Linked DNA regions of Mus musculus: region 1 is linked to region 2. The links are chromatin contacts, called in public Hi-C maps. All regions are on one chromosome and are shown on one strand. Each heading gives the region's core, a stretch centred on a gene start, on an enhancer-like site or on the middle of the called end of the contact. The rest is flanking DNA. Distances are from core to core; before and after follow the strand shown.

Region 1 (3,049 bases), core at 52-2,551, 69 kb after region 2:
TCCAAGTCAGTAAAAATTTGGTAAGACATGAATTATCAAATTCTGCAGTGCTAAGCAGCTTGTCAGTTGTCAGTAAGCACTACCTCCAGCAGCTGTACAGATGGGAAGTGCTAGCTAGGATGCTGACTAATCTAACAGAGTTCTGGTTACCAGGACGGAGGGCTAAAGGTGATAGAGCCGTTGTGGCTCTGAGTGTCAGGATAGCATCCATTGTCAGTTCTCGATGTGCAGTTTCTGGCATGCCTCTTGCAGAATGAACGTCTATCTAGGGTTAGTGATGCTTTCTCTGTAGGTCAAGTGAGGCAATGTGACTTCTGCTTACGGAGTTGACTCCTTGTTTAGCGAAGGCTCTAGCTGAATTCTTTATTGTAAAAGTTTGAGGCATCTGAAAGTGACTAGGGACTGACTCCTAGAGTGGGAAGGTTTACATAGTCCCTGTTGGAAAAGAAAAGGATTATTTCTGTTTTTACCATTTATCTACATCAATCTAAGGATAAGAGAACTCAGTTCCTTTGAGACTCCACATATTCTTAGAACTGAGCTAGATTGAAAATACTGCTGTTATGCAGATTAAATTCTAATTTCCTAGTTATCAAAATGAGAACATGACCAAAAAAGTATCTTTACAGAAAGCCTTTGAAAATTCACCAGGATAGAGATGTAATAACTCCCCTAATTGTGTGAGGGTAGAGTTTCTCTTTTAATATGTTTGGGGTAGAGTCATGTTTTAAAGCTGACTCGGTCTTCTACCAATGTTTTTGAGATTGGTTTTTCAGTATTAATGGACTTCAGTTAAACCTAGTTGTTTTTTTTGTTTTTTTTTTTTTCTTTCTGTTTTTTCTGTTTGTGTAAGAACACCTGATGAGTGTGTTATGTAATGACACATTTTGCCACCAGGAAACTTATTGGGTTATATAATTTGGGTAAAGAAATCTGTGTCATATGTTTACATGTAGATTGTGGTAAAAATTGTGAGTGCTTGGCAAATAAGCTCAAAATTAGACATGTGATTGATAAATGGCATATTAATTGTAAGGACCAAGTTGAGCTGTTTTTACAGTTAGGAAAACAAGTGAAATACAGAAATAACAGAATATTTAGATCTTTTAGTGAAACTATACAAAACACCTTTTTCTAGCATTTCAATGCCTGATAACGTCAAGGCTCACTGGCCCTGTACCTTTTTCAAATTATGTGCTTCTCAATACATAAGGATTTAACTTAACCCCTGCTGACAAGCCCCAAGGGGATTGTTAATAATTGTGAGAATGGACTATGGACTTGTACCTCAGTGCTGGCTGCCATTGCCAATGCTGGAAGCACCAAACTTGGAGGAGGAAGGCTATCATGGCATTTCCTGTGACCACTGCTGGGGTGGACAGTTTCGTTTGAAATACAGAGTGACTGTTATATGTAAGGCATCTTTTGCTTTGGACCATGTTTTAATGTCTCTTTATTAAAAAACAATTTATATATAAGATAGCCATATTTCTTTTAATTTAATCTTGTTTTTATATAATTTATCTGGAATTTTATGTAAAATTAATAAAATTAGATATTTGTAACTTAAGAACCCTATTGCCTATTAGATTCTACTAGATAGCTCTGATCTTATAAGTGAATCTAATTTATATGCTTGTGACTATTATTAAATGAAATACATATTCTCCAAAGTCCAGTGCTCACAGTGACTTTCACATCTGCTTTCTGAAGTTCTGGGTTCTCACTTGAGAATCAGGATAATATAGGCCCACAGGAAGTGGCCCTATTAGGAGGTGTGGCCTTGTTGGAGGCGGCCTGTTACTGGGGGTGCAATTTGGGGTTTCAGAAGATAAAGCTAGGCCCAGTGTTGCTCTCCCTTCCTGCTGCCCGCTGGTCCAGATATAGAACTCAGCTCCTTCTCCAGTACCATGACTATATGTATGCAACTATGCTTTTTGCCATGACAATAATGGACTAAACCTCTGAACTATAAGCCAGTTCAAGTTAAATGTCGTGGTATCTCTTCACAGCAATAGAACACTGACTAAGACAGACAGTGTGTGTAGGAGGGACTTACCAATGGTGTTGAACAGGCATGCATGCGTTCTGGGGCTTGGGATAGAGAAAGAGAGAGTTAGAGTGGGCAGCAGTGGTAGTGAGTGCTAGAATAGGTGTTCAGGAAAAACCCACACACATAATAATGTAGAGCCCAGAATTAATTCCTCAAGGAACAAATTGGGTTCTAAATTTTTATTCCTTCTATAACTATCACTTGTATTGGATTTGGGAATAGAAAGAGCTTTCTGTTACTAATCTTAAAGGTTTTTAGAAATTCAGGGGTTAAAGTACAGCAACTGCTCTTATTGTAAGACCAGTGCTGGGACAGGGAGTTTCCTTTGATGATGATGGCTGGCTGCCACAACTGTCTGTTCAGGCCATGGGATTTGAGGAATATCAGAAGACAAGGATAGCTTGGCTTCAGAAAACTTCTGGAGGCAGAAGAGTCAGCTCCTAGTACACATTGGTTCCAATGTTTATGGCCTTTTTTCTTTCTTTCAGAAAGGTTCACACTATGAAGCCCTAGCTGGCCTGGAGTATATGCAGACCAGGCTGGTTTTGTAGTATTTGATTCAGGCAGGTGCCACAATTGCTGCTCTTAACAAAACAGTTTCTTTTATGCTCCGAGGAGGCTCCTGACCTGGGCAGTGGGAGGAAAAATGCTGTCCCTCATGACTCCGGAAGGCTGGGTAGGTCAGGGTGATGTCAGAGGGCAGCAGAGGAGCTGACAGACTATGAAGCTCACTTGAGTAGACATGACACCTGCTTGTGTCTCTGTTACAAGACTAAGTGTGAGATTGCTTCCTAAAGTCTTGTTCAAGCAGAAGGTCAACATAGCAGAGGTGTGTGTGTGTTTGTATATGAGACAAACATACACATGCACACACATACACACACAGAGGGAGAGAGGGAGAGAGGGAGAGAGGGAGAGAGGGAGAGAGAGAGGGAGGGAGGGAGGGAGGGAGAGGGAGAGAGGGAGAGCGGGAGAGCGGGAGAGCGGGAGAGAGGG
Region 2 (2,983 bases), core at 456-2,955:
TTAGTCTTTTGGGACACAAAGAGTTAAGTTTATCCTTAGAAGTAGCTTTCCGAACAATAGTGGTTACAATGTTGCTTGTTCTCGTAGATTATAATTAAACGGACTAGCTAGTTATATCAGTCTTAAGGACAGTGGTAATTAAAAATTTCCCCTTTGCTTCCATGAAAATAATTGTGGACAGAATTGTGAGGGTGGGGTTGGAGCTTTCAACCATATCTGAGAACTTTGAAAATTGCCATAATCGGATTAATATTCTTATCTAGTAAGTTATTACCAGAATGAGAGAGTCTCTTTGACATAAAGCTCCAAGAATCTCCTATGGTTGCTCTTCAGGGACAAAGTTGAGAGCAAGACAGGCATTTCATGGGCTGCTTACAGGGATCTTATCAGTGTTGGAGAAATGGCTCAACAGTTAAAAACACTGATTCCGGGGCTGGCGAGATGGCTCAGTGTGTAAGAGTACCCGACTGCTTTTCCAAAGGTCCAGTGTTCAAGTCCCAGCAACCACATGGTGGCTCACAACCATCCGTAACAAGATCTGACGCCCTCCTCTGGTGTGTCTGAAGACAGCTACAGTGTACTTACATATAATAAATAAATAAATCTTAAAAACAAAACAAAACAAAACAAAACAAAAAAAAAACCAAACCACTGATTCCCAGTACCTACGTGGTGGCTCACAACTGATGTAACTCCAGTTCTAAGAATCTGATGCCCTTTGACCTCTGCAGGCACCAGGCACACATATGGTACACATATAGTCATGCAGGCACTTATACACAAAAGTATACATAAATAAAAATTACAATTGGATATTATAATTTTTCTTCAATGTATTTACTTGTACTTCTCAGATGGAAAAATTATTTGTGTGTATATGTATGTGTGTACATGTGTGTGTACATGACATGCATATGGAGGTCAGAGAATAACTTGTGGAACTTAGTGCTTTCCTCTGATTTAGGTCCTAGAAATCAGACTTAGGTCCTCAGGCTCCGTGATTAAGTCCCTTTATAGAGCCAAGTAGTTTCTATTACAGGCCCCTTTCACTGAAGGAATCTTTGCAGTAAAAACAGGACTTTAAAACTACAAACTAAATACAAAGATGGTGATGAAAGTAGCAAGAGGGAAAGAGAAGGGAAACTGGGTTTCCTGACTAGGAAAATGCCTCTGGCGCTGGTGAAACAGGTAATTTTTGCTACTTATGTTCCTACTTTGGTAAGAACTTTCAGTTTCTCAGCCAATCGCAAATGTTGCGAATTGTCTTTTTGGCTAGACCTCTACATGTTGCAGCCTGGCTTCCTGACTGTTTTAAGTTAATTCTGTAGGACAGGCGAAGTAAGTGAGCACCAGTCCTGATACAGAGATGGTTATTGGTGAGATCTACTTTAAAATATCCACCGAGAAATTAAAAGGAGCATGGATGCACCCGATTGGCCAACGTTGGTTCTTTGGAAGCCAAAAGCAGGCTCCAGTCAGCTTTTTCAGCAGTAGGGGAGTTGGACTGGCTGCTGGAGCGCCTTGGTCGGCTCCCTCCGGGTCCTAGTGCGGTTCTCATCCCATATGCGTAAGCCCTAGGCGACCGGCTCTGCGCCGCAGTCGGACCAGCTCCCTCCCAAGCCTACTCGCCAGGGGGCGGAGCTTAGAGCTCAAGGCTCCTGATTGGCCGTCCCGCGGGCACTCCCCTTCCCCGCCCCTTGACGAGGGTGAGAGGTCAGCAGCCGGCAAGTCTGCGGGGTGGACGATGGCGGGGCAGTGGGTCAGGACCGTGGCGCTGTTGGCGGCCAGGCGGCATTGGCGGCGGTCCTCGCAGCAGCAATTGCTGGGGACGCTGAAGGTGAGCAGAACCGGGCTCGCGTGGGCCTGCTTGCTCCGGGTTCCCAGGCGACACCCGCGGTTCATCCCGGCTGCCCCAGGCCCGGGCCCTGACCAGGCTGCACTCACACTCTGTCCTGCCACTGGGCATCTCTTGAACGCGCATATCCGAGGGACAGGCTTAAGTGGTCCGAGCTTTACCTGCACTCCTTCGGGATGGCCTTCGGGCTTGCATCCCAGAGTCTCGCGGTGCTGGTTTCTCCTGCAGCTTTCTAGAGAGCCCTTGTTAAGAGTCCACATGTTCTTTTGCTGTCTTTGCAACGACTTTGAAGGGGCATCATGAATTGCTGTTTGAATAGTTAAGGCTGTGAGTTTGAAAATACTGTGCTAAGTCAAGATTGTTAACAGAGCACACGTGTGACTTGAAATCCTGCTTAAACTGTATGACACCATTGTAACGCGTGAGAAATGCACCGTCTGAATTTATTTTTCTTCCTAAGAACTGCTTAGCCTGATTAGAAACTGTGGTTCACCCTGGATGTCATGGTGACATTTTGACTCACAGATTGGGAATTCGTGTTAACCTCCTTTCTCCTTCCATATGGGATATATTGAATGCCTTGCCAGCATTGACTTCCCCAACTTTTAAAGTACACTTACTAATTCACTTGAGCAGATTTCTTAAAAATGAATGACCCCTGAAAACCCCTTGAAAGCTGGTTGAGTGTGCCTGCTAATCTTCCCTGCCGTGCAATCATGTGTAGTGCTGTGTGCACCTGTAATCACAGCATTGGAAAGGCTGAGGATTGTGAGTTTAAGGCCAGGCTCAAATCCTTCCCTATCTCTCAGTAGAAAAAGTTAAAAATTTATTTTCTACAGCGTTTGGTTTATGGTCATTGAAATTTGAGTTGATATGATCTGCCTCTTTTAAAAAATTTTTTTTTATTTTTTATTTATTTATTTTTTTGAGAAACATGTTTCTCTGTGTAGCCCTGGCTATTCTGGAACACTCTGTGTAGAGCAGTCTGGTCTCAAAGCCACAGAGATCTCCCTGCCTCTTGACTCCTGAGTGTAGAGTGTACTGCTGTGCTCAGCCTTTTACTCTTTTTAAGGAAATGCAAACAGGCCCACTTAGGCAGTGTGAGCTGGAAGGTTCTCCCTTGTGTCA

The links. Hi-C and Micro-C count contacts between places; a contact is called where the count stands out from the background.
Region 1: a contact with region 2 is called in a Hi-C map of liver, with 2.3 times the contacts expected there. The contact joins the enhancer-like site here to the promoter of Pcca in region 2. A contact is called at or near these places in 4 of 39 promoter capture datasets (the 3T3-L1 cell line, hippocampal neurons, liver and 1 more), 6 of 484 Hi-C or Micro-C datasets (brown adipocytes, embryonic retina, embryonic stem cells and 1 more) and 2 of 9 other capture datasets (adipose tissue and liver).

What each region holds. Positions count from the first base shown.
Region 1 is chr14:122,601,615-122,604,663 of GRCm38.p6, forward strand. All of the region lies in intron 6 of Pcca (propionyl-Coenzyme A carboxylase, alpha polypeptide), which reads left to right. Among named protein-coding and RNA genes, the nearest start is that of Gm46487, 27 kb to the right of the region's middle. Within about 2 kb of position 1,302, at least 6 of the 459 cell types and tissues checked have an H3K27ac peak or open chromatin away from gene starts, as enhancers often do. A contact at or near this core is called in liver, where this site is marked.
Region 2 is chr14:122,532,623-122,535,605 of GRCm38.p6, forward strand. Pcca (propionyl-Coenzyme A carboxylase, alpha polypeptide) reads left to right here and starts at 1,706. Exons shown (of 24, transcript NM_144844.2): 1 at 1,706-1,837. The coding sequence starts at 1,745.